2 separate regions of the Mus musculus genome follow, and region 2 is linked to region 1. A link is a contact called in public HiChIP or PLAC-seq data. All regions are on one chromosome and are shown on one strand. Each heading gives the region's core, a stretch centred on a gene start, on an enhancer-like site or on the middle of the called end of the contact. The rest is flanking DNA. Distances are from core to core; before and after follow the strand shown.

Region 1 (7,595 bases), core at 3,304-5,803:
AGAGGAAGACATCTCAAACACTGCTCCAGCTTTTACATGTGTCATAGTCATGTACGGCATAGTCAAGGGTGTTTACAGACACATACACACATACACAGATACATACATTCATACACACATAGATACACAAACTTATACTTACAGATACACATTCATATGCCCATACACAGACAAGCACACGCATACATGCATATACATGCATACACACAGGCGCAGATGCCTGTACACACACAGACACACATGCATACACACTAAGGCAGAAAAACTGCTTATGCTTAAGTTTAATTTCTTTTTACAACCATGCATGGCTTCTAGAAATAGAGATAAAGAGCAAAGGGGATGGAGAGTGAACAGGTTCAGGGACCCTCTTTTCTCTCTTCAATGTTTCCTTTTATTCCTAGAGTGATTAGAGATAAAATTCTTAAAGAATACTTGGCTTGCTCTTTCAAGTGATGGCTATTCACTAAGCACCCACTTGGAGCAGATCCTGTTAGCTTAAGGTGTGCCCGTGAGTGGAGCAGATGTGGCCTCTACTAGAGCAGAGCCCAGAGAGGAAGAGAAGAGCTCTCTTAGCCCTTGGCTATCTAAGCCTGGCTTTGGTTCACACTTTGATAAAGCTACCAAGTGAAGTGCCCAGCAACCTATCACGTCTTCCTACCATGGTCTGGGCTCCCACAGGTTGTCCTTTAAATCGTCACAGTCCCCCTATGACTCTCTCCCCCTTGAATCTAGAAGTGCAGTAAGGACTTTCTGAATTGTCTTGTACAAATAAGTATTTATCCATTTGAAGGAGCAATTTTTGTGGCGCATGTTAGCAGTATGGCTGGTACAGGCAGAGAAGGTTAAAGGGCCGGTGTGTAGGCGTTGAGATGATTCATTATCAATGCTCCTCACCTTGTTCTTCAGTCATGTGACATTCCAGCCCTGGCCTGGAACTGTTAGTCTCTGTGCCTCGTGCTGATTGAACACTAGAATGAAGACGACAGCTGGCCATCGGTGATGTCACTTCAACCATCAACCTGGCTGGCTTAACAATCACAGGTCATTCATGAGGAGCACCTGGGATGTCTGTGAGGCTATGGGTGTTTCCTCAGAGGGTTAAAGGAGACGACTTGCCTGAATGTGGGCAGCAGTGACCCACGGGCAGATCCCCAGGCTAAGACAATACCAGGAAGAAAGCCAGAGGAGCCCCAGCATCCACGTCTCTCTGCTTTCTGATCCACCCGGATGTGAACAAGCAGCCCCACCCTCCCACCGCCGTGCCTCCTTCACTGGGGACTGTGTCCCCTCACAATTTGAGACCAAAGAAGCTTATCCTCCTATAATTGCCTCTTGTGAGGTATTTGGTCACATTGATTATAAAAAGCTGCAAGTTATTAGATCTCATCAGCTAACTGATGATATCTACCCATTGTATTCCCCAGAGACCTCCAGGAAAAAGGGGGGCTTCTGGCCATTCATTCAACACGGCCACTGTGCATGCTCTTATCTTGGGTTGAACTGAGGGACAACGAACAAGCAGGCCACGCTGTACTAGAAAATCAGACGATCACATTTACACAATGGTTCCAGTCTTCCCGGTTCCAAGCCTCAGAATGCTAAGGCCACGAAGCACAGGTACTTTGTACTGAGATGGAGACAGAGTGAGTTTGTCTTCCATATTCCTTGTGTGTGTGTCATCTCTGTACCCGAGTGTAAGGGTCTTCGTGTCTGTGTACTCACGTGCACACATGCAGAGGCCAGAGTCAGGTGTCTTCCTCCACTGTTGTCTACTCCATCGCTTTGGAACATGGTCTCTCACTGAACCCAAACCTCCCTCCCCGTTTTGGCTAGGCTGGCTAGGCAGCACGCTCCAGGATCCACTTGTCTCTGCCCCGAAATTCTGGAGTTACAGATACACGCAGCTATATATATCTGTCTTGTTATGTGGGCGCTGGGGACTCAACCTCACTCTTCCCCTCTGAGCCATCTCTCTAGTCTCCACTGAGTCTCTCCCTAGCCTCTGATTTAATTTGATTTTTTACAAACAAGTGTTATGTTTTAGCTCAGTTCTACATTTACATGAAAGCTGTGGAAACTGGCTCAAGGATGTAGCTTGGTGGTAGACTGCTTGATTCTTGTGCATGGGTCCCTGGGTTCAATTCTCACACACTGCAGAGAAAACAGCTAGATAAATGACTCCATTCAGTAATCTTTGAACGTGTTCGGCATTGAGCACATGACTTCGCCTGCTTAGCTTCCAATGTCCTTATCTTCAAGATGAGATCTACAGAGCCGTTTTATGAGTTTGTCAGAGTAACTTTCTTAAACCTTCATTCTTGTTGCGCAACAAATGTCAGCCTTGCCCTCAGCTGTGTGACTGGGTTTCTTTAAAGACTGCTTGTCATTCCTGGATGGACAGGCCAGTCCTTTATGACTTCGCAGCCTCTGTGTCATCTGTCCCAGCCTCTTGGGTAGTGGCCACACCCCACCAGGACTCAGATTACTTAAGAGTTGTGTTCCAATTAGAAAAGGAAAGTTCTTATTCTAGGAATTACTGACTATGTCACCGTGAAATTGGAGCCATTTCAAAGAGCTGACACACTTAGAAGGCTGGAAGGAACTAGAACCACGTGCTTCATATTCTCCGGCATGGTTGCTCCCCAGCCGGCTGAATTCACCTAGAAATGAGTAAGATCAACTGACTCGCTCGTGTGAGAAGAGTCAGCCATCAGACCAGAGTAAAAGAAGATTTTCAAGACCCTGTCTCCTGTGATGCTTCATGCTGGGCTGAAAAATGAGCACAGACACATATAGTTTTTTGTTTTTTTGTTTTTTTCTAAAACCAAACCCCACACCTCTTTGACTTTTATTTGTAAAGAATCTTCCTAGTTTTGAAAATTACTTAGAGTCATTATTATGGGGAACTGTCCATTATTATTTTTTAAGATAATCATTTTTGGATCTTAGCAGTATACCAAGAACCATGCCAAAGGGTGGTATTTTCGAATCAGCCTCATCATGTCCTCTATGCAGATGGCCCTGTTTATGGGCCTGTTTCCAGAACCGGTGTCTTTAGGCCCAACAATGACTGTTAATGAGGCTTTAGCAAATTCTCTGGGGCTGACCACAGGTAGGAATACCTTTGCTGGGTATTGGTCTGATGGTCTGATCATGTAGACAATGAGGAATAAGGCAGCCATGGATCTCCACAGAGCAGAGCAGAGGTAAGACAAACTGGGAGTTGTTGTAATAAAATTTGATGAGACTTATAAAGTCTGGAGTCTCACAGCAGTCAAGTCAAAGCGTAGTTTGATGGTGACAGTGTGAGGAGCTGACGCTCACTATGAGAAATGTGGGTTGTTGACAACATATGCCATTGAATCCACAAACTTACAGTCCTTTAAGGCCTCCTTTCTGCCCCCACACTTTACCCTCCCCCTCCTTTCTCCTCAACTCTTTTCTTTTTATACCCTTTCCCCTTGGCCCCTTTTCTTTTATACCTAAGTTAAGAACATAGTTTCTTTTTCATTAGTATTCAAATTGCTATCTCTTTGTTTTTAACTGGAATTGGGGAGCTTCCTCAGGTCAGAAGGCACTTTCACTAGAAACAACCAGAAACAAACTAACCAGAAACTGAGTTCAAACACTTAGTGAGCCTCTTTACGATGATCAGTTCTTATTAAACAATACAGACTTAGGCAAAATGAGTCAGACATAAGGATATCGCATTCCCCGAGACCATTTGAACTCTAAGAAGTATTTTCTATTATTAAAGTAGTTCACCAGGCAGTGGTGGCACACGCCTTTAATCCCAGCACTCGGGAGGCAGAGGCAGGTGGATTTCTCAGTTTGAGGCCAGCCTGGTCTACAGAGTGAGTTCCAGGACAGCGAGGGCTACACAGAGAAACCCTGTCTGGACAAACCAAAAAAAAAAAAAAAAGTAGTTCACTTGTTTTTGCCCAGTCCAAAATATTGGAAAAACAATGTAAAATACATTCTGAAACTCATATCCCAAGAGGTCTGTCAGTCCTCCAATTTCTTAGAACAGGTGTCTTATTTCCATACCTAAATTTATGCAGTTTGGGGCTTCACCTGGATGGGGGGGGGGGGGAAGAGCAGACTTTCTTGCAAAATCAAGCAAGCAAACAAAGGAATTCCCCCACCTCCACTCCCCTTGCCCTGCACTTTAAAGCTAGATAGAGAAGTCACCTAACTGAAACTTCAAAACAATGTGGCCTTGGATTTGAGTTTCAGTCTGGCGGTTTGAGGTTTGTAGGACCCCCAAGGCCACACACAGCATGTGGAGTGCCTTGTCTGTCCCAGATGACTTCTGCTATTATCGTGTTAATTTGATCCTTTGAAGGTGCAAAGAATTAGAAATAACCACCTGATCATCTGTTCCAGGTTTGCTTAAAAGCGAATGGTGAGAAAAAGTAGGTAAAAGTTGAAGGGCCCGTTGACTGGCTAATGGAGAACTCACTAGCCTGTCTTGGCCATCGGGCGGGCGAGCTGTGAGGAACAGCTCCAGCGAGGGCGCCTCCGTTCCCCTCCCTTGACCAGCACTCAGCTCCCCTCCCGTGACGTCACGGGAGACCTTGGCTCCTTGCCACGCCCATGACTCAGCTCTAGCGTCTGCTTTTCTCCACCTGCTTATTTTCTAATTACTACCACTGACTTCGCTCACTTTCTCTCAGTCTTGCGGCTTTGCTTACTCATGGCTTCTGTTTCCTGTCTTCCTTCCCTCCACTTCTGCATTTACCCAGCGTTGACCCTCCCAGGATGTTTCCTACGCAAATTCTGCAAGACAAAAGAAAGTTGAGTGCTACATTCCAGGCCAGGAGACTTCAGGTCCCATGCCCTCCCTGACTAATTAGCAAGTCTCAACAACAGCAAGGACGTAGCAACACACCTCTAGGGAGCATCTCACCAAGCCACTGTGATGCTTTGCACGGGAGAGCCACAAACTGTTGTAACCAAAGACACTTAGCCTGAAAGACTGCACGGTGTTTATCATTCAATTTTGAAACTAAACAAAGCCTGGTGTTAAGGTATGTTAGTGGTCCTCATCACTGCAGAACCTACCGAATATGGAAAAGTCTAAAGCTTGGCTGGTAAACCCTGCCAAAAGTGAGCCGCTTTGGCCGAATTGTCTTTGCTTAGGAGAGTGAGTGGTATTGGTATATGCATTGAAGGAAGATTGCTGACTTTAGAAAAAGTAGAGTAGGAAGCGAACAAGAAATGCGTCCTTAGTTTCCCACCTCGGGATGCTACAAGGAAGTGGGAAGGCAGAAACAGGACTAGGATCAAAACCACAAAACCGGCTACTCACCCAGAGCCCAGGCTTTCTGGGCTGGACTTCGTATGTGCACAGGCATATCTTTTTCTTTGCTGGAGGAAGATTCCATAGTGTAACAAAGACTTTGAAACTCTCATTAGAGAATCTCCAACCCCAGCTCCAGGCGCTTATTCTGCCAATACGATTTCGCCATTTCCTCCCTTAAACAATGTGAGTGACAGAAGCTCTGTCCTAGGTTTGACGTGGGGTATAAAGAAAGGCCTCGGGCCGCATATCAGGAGGAAGGCTTGCGTTAACTCTTGTCAAATGTTAAGCATGCCCAGTCATGCATTAATCAATCCTTCAAGACTGACTGAGAGGGGCAACTTCCATCACACCCATAAATAAAGCCGCAGACTGTGGGGTGTGCACAGTGCTTGGCAGGGAAACATTTATAAGTGATTTGTCATAAGGATATTCATATCTATTACAGACATTGATTTTGTTGTAAGAATCTAATGTTTTGAGCCTTTTTTTTTTTTTTTTTTTTTTTTGGCTGTACAATCAAGGGATTAGGAAGAAGATAAGGAGGAGACATTACCTCACAGGCTATCCACACATATTATCTCTATATAATTTAGTTGTGATTATAATTATAATTCCCTAAAAAGCACTCATGGCTTTTCAAATATGAGGTATTACCATTTTGTAATTATTAATCACTCCAACCTTCTCTGTATTCTTTCTTAAGAGCGTCTGAAAACACTAATTTTATCTGATTGATAAGGTTTTCCTTTCAGATTCTTTCCAACAATGAAATCATGTAAAGCCCAGCTCAGTAGACATCAAACCGCAGACGTGACTACACATCTCTTTCTGTTCCCCGTGTGTTGGTGATTCTCACTGATGTCGCACTAACAAGGGCCAAGTAGGGCCGAAGGAGTTTATTTTGCCTTCTCTTTCTGGAGGGAGACAGCCTATCACAGAGAGGGGGGCATAGCAGCAGACATCCATGAGCGAAGCCTTAATGGCAGAAGCAGGAGGCCACTTGGCTATGCTCCATCTACACTCAGAAAGTAGAATTTGAATGAGAAGAGAGACCCAGTTACAAAGTTCAGGCCTGTCCCCAGGGATCTCTCCCTTCACCTTCTAAAAGTTCCACAACCTTCTCAAACTTGGAAGGTTCCCTGTTGGGAGCAAATAAGCAAATCTATGAGCCCACGGGTGATGTAATTCCTTATTCAAACTACAGCAACCAATCTTTGAGGAGTCAAGATTCGACGACTTGCTGAAATTCTGTATCATTTTAAGTATTATACTTATTTAAGTTACTTTTTTAGTAGACGAGGAAATCAGACACAGGGAAGGTATACAGAATCACACCAGAGATAAAGCTGGGGTCATGAAAACATAGATCTGTGGACTCCATCAGTCTGCCTGCCATCAGGACCAGCAGGCTAACCATGCATACCAGTGACCAGCCACATGGACCAGGGAACTGTACCAGACAATTCCACCAGTGACCAGTCAACTGCATCAGTGGAGTAGCCTGCATCAGTGACCAGCCACTTACACTAGTGGGCCAGACACTGGCACAGGTTGGTGACTCATTGAATGGGAAGTGTAGCTGGACTCAGAAGAAAAGCACAAGAGCTGTAGCAGTGGATCAACAGTTAAAGACCTTGCTGCTCTTCCAGAGGACATGGATTTGGTTCAAGGCACCAACATGGCAGCTCACAACCATCTGGACTGGAAATGGCCAGACAGTTGGCTACGGATCAACTCTCTCATGGGTGTGGGAACACCCAAAGGGTTCGTGTGAGTTGGAAGACCTGGTTCTAAGGTGGATCGTTCACATGGTGACATTGGCACCAGCTGCAGGCACATGGCCTTCGTCACCTCCCATAGGAGCTTCTTCATGGGACTACTTGAGTGTCTTTACAAGATGTCAGGCAGCTACTTCTTTAGAGCAACCAAGAGACAGTGACAGTAGTCACACACCATCAGGTCTATATATGTGTGTGTCAATCATATACTTCCAAACCTTTATTTCTGGGGAGTTACGGCACCTGCATTGCTGATCTGGGCCATTTGCCGCCCGAACAAATATCAGATGAAAATGATACAAAGCTTGTAACTTTTAAACTTTGCAAACAGATATAAGAGGCATCTTTGAAGGAGAGCTTCCCTGCCATCTTAATTCCAACTGGAGAACGTTGGAGGGGAAAACTTGGTCAGACATGTACCGTGTGATCATTCCACTGACCCCTGATTTGGTTGTTCTAACCAGAACCACTTGCTCAGAGCTCAAAGCAAAGAGAGTGTGTGGACATGAGCT
Region 2 (7,595 bases), core at 3,751-6,250, 500 kb after region 1:
TGGTCACCTACTTTAGAATATGTGGAAAATGGAGGAATCCATGGCCTGAGTGTTCACAAATAGCAGAGTTGAGGGATCAGCCTTGGTGCCCATCTGTGGAGGGATGAATGCATGGATGGATGAAGAAAAATTCACACACACACACACTCTCATGCATGCAGACACACATATACACTGACACACGTACACACTGACATACATGCACATAGGCACACACACACAGATACACATATGCACACATACACTCATACATCTACACACACACTGACATACATCCATGCACACATGTACACACATACACTGACACACATGCACACAATACACATACATGTATGCAAATTCATGCACATACTGACATATATACACACATGTGCATGTACACATATACATGTGTGCACACATGCAGGATGAGGTTTTATTTTGCCATAAACAAGAATGAAATGATGTCATTTTCAGGAAAATATAAAGAACTAAAAATCATCGTGTTAAGTAACAAAACTCACAAAGACTATCACATCTTTGTCTCCTGTGGGATTTAGGGGAGGAGAGACATGAGGAGGACCCTTCCTTAGGATGGACAAAAAGGGTCATAAGGGGATGAATATGCTCAAAGAACATTATATGCATATATTGAAATGTCACAGGAACACCCAGTAATTAGTACAATTAATGCACCATAATTAAAAGCCAAGAATCTATGGTTAGGAGAATTCTTTTAAATTATATACAGGATCCATTGCTGAGAAATAGAGTGTACCCATCCTGTGCCACTTAGCAGTTTTTGAGAAGCCCCTGTATTGAAATGTCACTCTGTACCCTACACATGCATTCAGTTGCTTTAAAAAAAAACACACAGCATGTAAGGTTGATCAGACCTCTCAAATTTTATTATATGATTTTTGAAAAACTGTTTTTTCATGGAGATAAATTTATTGATGTGAGCTGTTTATGAAAATGAAATTCTCAGAGTTTCTATGGGGCCAAACACACTGAACTCCTGAGCTTAGACTAATATGGAGTTGAAGTTTTTCATCTTAATATTGCAATGCATGCCTATGTGTGATGGAGCCCTGCTTCTGAGGGGGAGGGGCAGGGACCCAGGTGCCCCAGCAGCACCCTTGGTGTGTTTGGTCTTGTGTTGCTGTAGCACAATGCTTTAGACTTGGCATTCTCTGATGAAAGAGACTCACCTGTTCACAGTTCTAGGTCAAGCTTCTTCGTTTTGTTTTTCTTTTCGAGACAGGGTTTCTCTGTATAGCCCTGGCTATCCTGGAACTCACTTTGTAGATCAGACTGGCCTTGAACTCAGAAATCCACCTGCTTCTGCCTCCCAAGTGTTGGGATTAAAGGCATGCTCCGCTGCTGCCCGGCTTAGGCCAAGCTTCTATAAGCATCTTCTGTCTGCGTAGTTACATGCTAACTAGGAGGCACCAGGACAAAAAAGGAAAGGGAGACCCTGTGTGAGGAGCCCACTTCTGAGACAGACAATGGCATGAATCCATGCATGAGGGTAGTTCTCTCTTAGAGGCCCACCTCTTGATGCTCTTTAAATGGCAGTTGAATTTTAGTGTATTAAATTGAGTTGAAGGCATTTTGGAGAGGATGTACCTTCAGATCCTACCAATCTTTGTCTTAGACTCTTCCCTTTCCCTGTACTCATGACATCCAGTGGTGTTTAAGTGTTCACATGTTGCCATCGATGTGAATGGAACAGTCTTCATGGATTACATGCCAGTCAGAACTGTTTCAGTCCCATAACCATATTAACTTGCTATTCACTGCACCCCTCCCCCACTAGTGTTTTGGTTAGTGGATGCACTTGAGCTTGCCAGGCAGGAGATTTTCAGGAATGTTTCAGAACCTAGTTGTGTAAATGGATTAGAGACCTTTAACTTCCTTCTGTGACTAGAGTTAGCTGTGGTCTCTGTGGGGTGTACGAGCCTGGAGAGGTCAGACTGTGTTATCCCGACACAGCCTTGGATGGAGTTCCTACGAGGAAGAGCCTCCTGGCTGTCTTTCATGAGGTGAAGTTACTCACAAGTGCTTACTCACTTTTAGGTTTAAAACTTGGCTTTATAGCACTTGAAAGAGGTTTTAGTTTAGTTTTGCTCAATTATATTCTCTAAGGCAAAAATTGGTCACTGCAGATGGATCTTTCCCAACACACTGCCCACTGCCTGCTCTTTATTTTTCCTAAATTCTGGAAAAGTACATTTCTCCTCAAAGGCAAACGTTAGTTGTATTTTTTTTTTAATTTCTCATTTAAAAAAACCTGTAGTTTAAAGTATATAGGAAGTGTAAAGTATAAACTGATATAATAGTTCCAAGCGTCTAGAAAGTCTAAAATAGAATATAGGGGCTCTGAGCCTATGGAAACACCGCAGTGTGGATGAATATAGCAGTTCAAAGCATGTCGAAGGAGTGCAGTGTGCACTAGCACACCAGGGTGGAACACATAGCAGCAGGCAGCTCCAGGGTGTCTGGGTAGTACCCACAGTCACACTGCCCTGCCTCTTTCAGAGCCCCTGGGGGTTGTACTTGCTCCTTGGGAAGGTTAGGGAAACATTTTAAACCTCTCATTTCAACACTTGGACTGATTCTCCAAACCTTGTAAGTCCAGGATTCTCCATTTTTAGTATCACCTATTTTTCTTTGAAGTCATCAGTGTGGTCTTCAAACACACATACACACACACTCACACGGATACACACTCACACACACACACTCACACATGCATACAAATCAGACCAATCAAAGATCTGAGAATTAGAAGAAAATCACACCTTGAGGAAGGGCAGTCTTGATTGTTTCCTGACTTTCACCTCCTTCCCCCCTCTCTCCCTCTCTTCCTCCCTCCCTTTCTCTCCTCTCCCTCTCTTCTCAAGAAGTGTCCATTCTGTCATTTCAAACATTGTCCTGTCATATGGAATTATTAGTCTGAGTGAAGTCACATTTCATGTTAACAAATGAAGTGCCCTTTATTGGCAGACCTGAGTCTTCCCACTCAACATATTGGATATAAGAACATCAGTTTCATTGAAAATTAAATTATATATGCGTGTACAATATATGACTTGGTTTATAAACAATTCAATGACTGAGAACTATTGTTATTTTTATTAAAATATTATAACCTTTTGACCCAAATCTCATTCTTGTTCTAGAAACAGTCTGTGCATATTTTTATGCTAGAAGACTTCCATTCTCTTATCCTAAAGGATCTGACCGAGCACTCAGTGGGTAGGAAGAAGTGTAAGCCATTGCTTTTGTAGGTAAACCAGGACTCACAGTCACTCTCTGCACAACCCTAGTGACTCACAAGCATGCACAGAAAGCAGGGACTGTGGGGTGCTGCTGAGCAGTAGGAGGTGGGGTGGATTAGGCCTGGCCTTCTTCCTCTCCTTCACCGTACCTGTCTGCAGGGTGACCACATAAAACAGTGTAGTTCTGAAAACGAGACACCTTAGTCCCCTCCAGTGCTGCACTGGTAGTGAGCTCTGTCTGCGGACAGTTCTGCATGTTCTGTACTGCTTAGGCTTTGTCTGTACAGCTCCATAGTGTGTTCTGTGGACAGACAGAAACTCTGACAAGCAGTCCCAAGAACCAGTCGCACAGGAGACAGATCCCCCAGTTCACTCCAGTTCTCGACACTGGAAGGCAGGAATCGGGGTTTTCACTGCCGGCTTCCCTTGCACACTCTTGTTGGATGTGCTTTCTCTGTGCTTGCCTGTTCTTTGGGTAAGTTGATGTCTAAATGGGTGAAGTATTATTTTGTAAGATTTAAGCATGGCGTTTACATGCATTTAATCATGAGACTTCATGTCACTCAGAGACACTAGTTTTGCACACAAGCTTCCTATACTTTTAAAAATTATAATTGGTGATGCACATGCTAGATTTATATCTTTTTATGTTTACTAATATTGTATATATGCATGTGCATGAGATTTTTTTCATGTTAATAATTTCTTTAATCTTAAAATTAAACATTTAGCAATTCTCATTCTCAAAAGAGTCTTGCTATCTTAAATTATTCTTTGAAATAGCAGATAGGTACTTTACATTAAACACTACACTGCAAACCACTTAATATTTCTCTTGTTACAAAGGAGATTTCATAGAAGATAAATTATTGTAGATCATTAAATACTACCACCTTCAGACAAATGGAGCAGTAATTAATTATTGCTATTTCTATTCTGTTTCACCCCAAAGAACATTTGAATCATCCTCTCCAGAGCATAGTGGGATTTTTATAGCCAGTGAAGTACAATTCTGTATAGCACTGTCTCCAGTCTTAGGGAGGCTGAGCCCTCTAGCACAGCAGCCTTCTTCTGTGTTTTCTCACTGTGGCACATTGTTAGCATCTACACAGAAGCTCAACTGTTTTTGCTTGAGGGCATTTTGAGACTCAGATTTAATGCTGAAGAAATCATTGCATGATATGGGACTGGAGAATTCCTTCTAGACTTTTCTTCTGGATTAAAACCGACTATCTTCATGTGTCAGGAGTGAGTGAAGGTCTGTGGAGTGGTTACCATCTTTCTTCACAGACCCCTCTGCTTCCTCCATTCTGTGTAGTGTTCTCCTGTGGAGCCGTCCTTCCTCATCTTCTTTCCTACTGCAGCAGTCCAAGGCCTCAAGTTAGGGAAAGATGTCACCAGCATCGCAACTCCACCCTGCACTCCAAGAACTTGTTTTGAATGAGTATCAGGAACAAAAGCTTGGTAGAAATGAGCCTCGAGCTAGAAGATTTTCACTCTCTAAGGCTTGTTATTTCATGGAGAAGATTGGGTCAGACACCCATCAAGGCACGAACTTTAGCCAAAAGTCAAATTAGACATTCATGAGAAATTAGGAAGGAAGGTAGAGCCAATCACCTCTTCTCCATGAGCGGGTTCTTAGAGCAGCTGAGGCTCCCTCCTCTGTGCTGGGTCAGCTCTGTGGGAAGGAAGGGAAGGGCAGAGGCAGGCGGGGCAGGAGAGGAGTGTGTTCGCAAGCCTCACAGGTCCTGCCTGGGTGTCTGGGGGAGGAGCCACTTCAAGAGTCCAGTTCCCTGTGCCTGGGAATGGGCTCTGCACTTCCTGCTTGTAACGTTCTATTTCCTAATGATCTCCTCTCGTATTACCAGTTGAAGAGTGGCTTAATTTGCTCAGGCTTAATCCAATACCCACATTCCCTCATTAGCTAACGTTGGGCTTTTAAAGCTTTCACTACTGACTTCTTACCACCTGAGAAAGTTTACAGCACTGTGACTAAAAAGGAAGGTAAAATAGATGCAGAAATTAACCTTAATGAAAAGAAACTATAGTTCTTTCTTAAATGATTCTTGAATAAATGTAATTTTACCATTTATTAAAGACTAAGGAAAATGTATATGTAAATGAAATGGGTGTGCTGTCTGTGCTGCTTAAAACACAACACACAGGATAAGCATGTTATAAATGGTGGTCAGAAAGCATGAAAGGCCTTTGTTTTCTATGGCTAAGCCATTGTTTTCTGTGAGAAGTGTTTCTGCATGGTGAGAACACTTACTATAACTACCTTGCATCTGAGGCATGTGCACTGCTCTGTGTGTGTGTGTGTGTGTGTGTGTGTGTGTGTGTGTGTATGTGTGTGTGTGTGTTGTGTGTTTAGAACTTTGGCTGCAGTGAAGTCATATGACACAACATGAGCAAGCACTTCCAGAAACAACTCACCCTCATGCATTTGACATGAAGCTAATTTGTCATCATAGTGCATCCACAGACTTTGATTATGGTCAAAATTTTCATGAACCCTACATTCAATTACACAACACCATATGGACTTTAGCCAGCATCAAGTTAAAAATATTGCTTAATGAGCTTTGGTTTAGTCCAATTTAGCTATTCCCGAGTGTCCACAGGAATACATCACCATTGAAAAGAGTGAGTACTGGCTCTAGCTGGTTCAGAAAACGTAGTCATCTGCTTCCTAGAAGACTTTTCCTCTCCCTGATGTGCAGTACTCTCAATAAGAATAGATTGTTCTGCCACACCCACTTCTTATCTGCCTTCCATCCCCGGATCTCGGGAGTCCAGGACGCAGACTTTAATCTAGACTGTTAACTGATCAGGTAATCTAGGCTGACTGCACAGCCTGAGTAAGCGCCACTCCTCTCCCTCCCCATCCATCCCCGGTCTCAGGAGGCAGGGTCTTCCGGAAGTGATTAGGTTTTTAGAAGTCATGGGTAGAATTAGCACTCTTATGACATGGACCACAGAGAGCTGCCTTGCCTGTTTTGCCATGTGACAGCATAGCGGGAAGGCAGCATCCACAACAGGAGGCAGGTTGTCACCATAGAGTGCATCCAGTGGCCTGTTCTGCACTGGCAGCCTTTAGAACTTACTACATTTGTGTTATTAGTAAACTATCCATTTGTTGGCATTTGTTATATAGGTCAACACATGAACTTCCCGTTAGGATCTTTAAAGTGCCTGTCATAGGCTCAGTGCATGGTAGGCCTTTAGTGAATGCCTTCTTTTTATTTACTTAGTATTTTAGGGTCAAAAGACTACTTTTTAAAGTTGATTCTTTTCTTCCAACTTTACATAGACCCTGGGGATTGAACACAGGCTGCCAGGCCTGTGCAGCAGCCACCGAGCCATCTCGCCGAGTGACTGCTCTTTAAATAATTTGGTGCCACATTAATTCTTTTCTTGAGTAGTAGAGCACGTTAGCTAAATGCCTGGCTCCAGGATGTCTGGATTCAAGTCCTGGCTCTCTTGCAGTAAAGTGTGACTGTGGGCATCTGCTCTGAGAAGGTGGCAATGATGGTTATCTAGAAGAGCTTTTGGGAATTAAATGCACCTGCACATTTGGAGCACTCAGAGGGAGCCTGGCACCGTGAGCACGGTAACAAGAGCTGCCAGGCACCGGAAAATGAGAAGCCCCAGTCCCTGCTGCCCTTCACAGCGCTGAAGCTGGCAGTGAGTGAGTGAGCGAATGAGTGAGTGAGCGAGCACTGGGTCTGGGAGCTCTAACTGGCTGCACATCCATGTGTCACTTGGACATAATGGTGCTCACGCGTGTCTTACACACAGTGATAATGAGTTGAGTTTTAAAAAGCCATGGACTGTGATGAACATCCTGGTTTGTTTTCTTCTGGATATCGTGAGTTTGTGACATTTCTTTCCATAGTAGTTTAAGATCTGTGCAGTCTGTCCCTTGTCGGCTCCTGGACCCAGAAGAGGAGACTGTAAAGTGAAGGTTTCCCCGTGGTTGGAGCATGTTCTCCACAGGGCCTGCTGTCATCTTGGGCTCCCACAGATGGGTAAAGGAGCAGAGTTCTTGTGGCCCAGTGTGCCTGAGACTGCACCCTAGCCCCTCTCATGTTCTCAGTTCCTAGTTCCATCTGTACTGGTTACCACCTGTGGAACAGCATTTAAGTCCCTGAAACTTTTAAGTCATGTCTGTGCCATGCTGACAAAGCCATGAGCCACCACGTCATTCCAAACCCACAGTTAGAGTACACTGTGAACCTAGCCTGCTGACTGTTAATCCTGTCTCCCAGGTCACTGCCTCCCATCACTGACCCAGCTCAGAAACACTGCAGTGATAGGGCATGGAGCTGT

What was found. HiChIP or PLAC-seq counts read pairs in DNA pulled down with a chosen protein or histone mark.
Region 2: a contact with region 1 is called in an H3K4me3 HiChIP or PLAC-seq map of bone marrow-derived macrophages, with 7 times the contacts expected there. The contact joins two enhancer-like sites.

Annotation. Positions count from the first base shown.
Region 1 is chr6:145,271,813-145,279,407 of GRCm38.p6, forward strand. No RefSeq gene overlaps it. Among named protein-coding and RNA genes, the nearest start is that of Gm15706, 25 kb to the left of the region's middle. Within about 2 kb of position 4,554, at least 235 of the 459 cell types and tissues checked have an H3K27ac peak or open chromatin away from gene starts, as enhancers often do. A contact at or near this core is called in bone marrow-derived macrophages, where this site is marked.
Region 2 is chr6:145,774,566-145,782,160 of GRCm38.p6, forward strand. The region is part of intron 1 of Rassf8 (Ras association (RalGDS/AF-6) domain family (N-terminal) member 8); the gene reads left to right. Among named protein-coding and RNA genes, the nearest start is that of Gm15704, 30 kb to the left of the region's middle. Within about 2 kb of position 5,001, at least 47 of the 459 cell types and tissues checked have an H3K27ac peak or open chromatin away from gene starts, as enhancers often do. A contact at or near this core is called in bone marrow-derived macrophages, where this site is marked.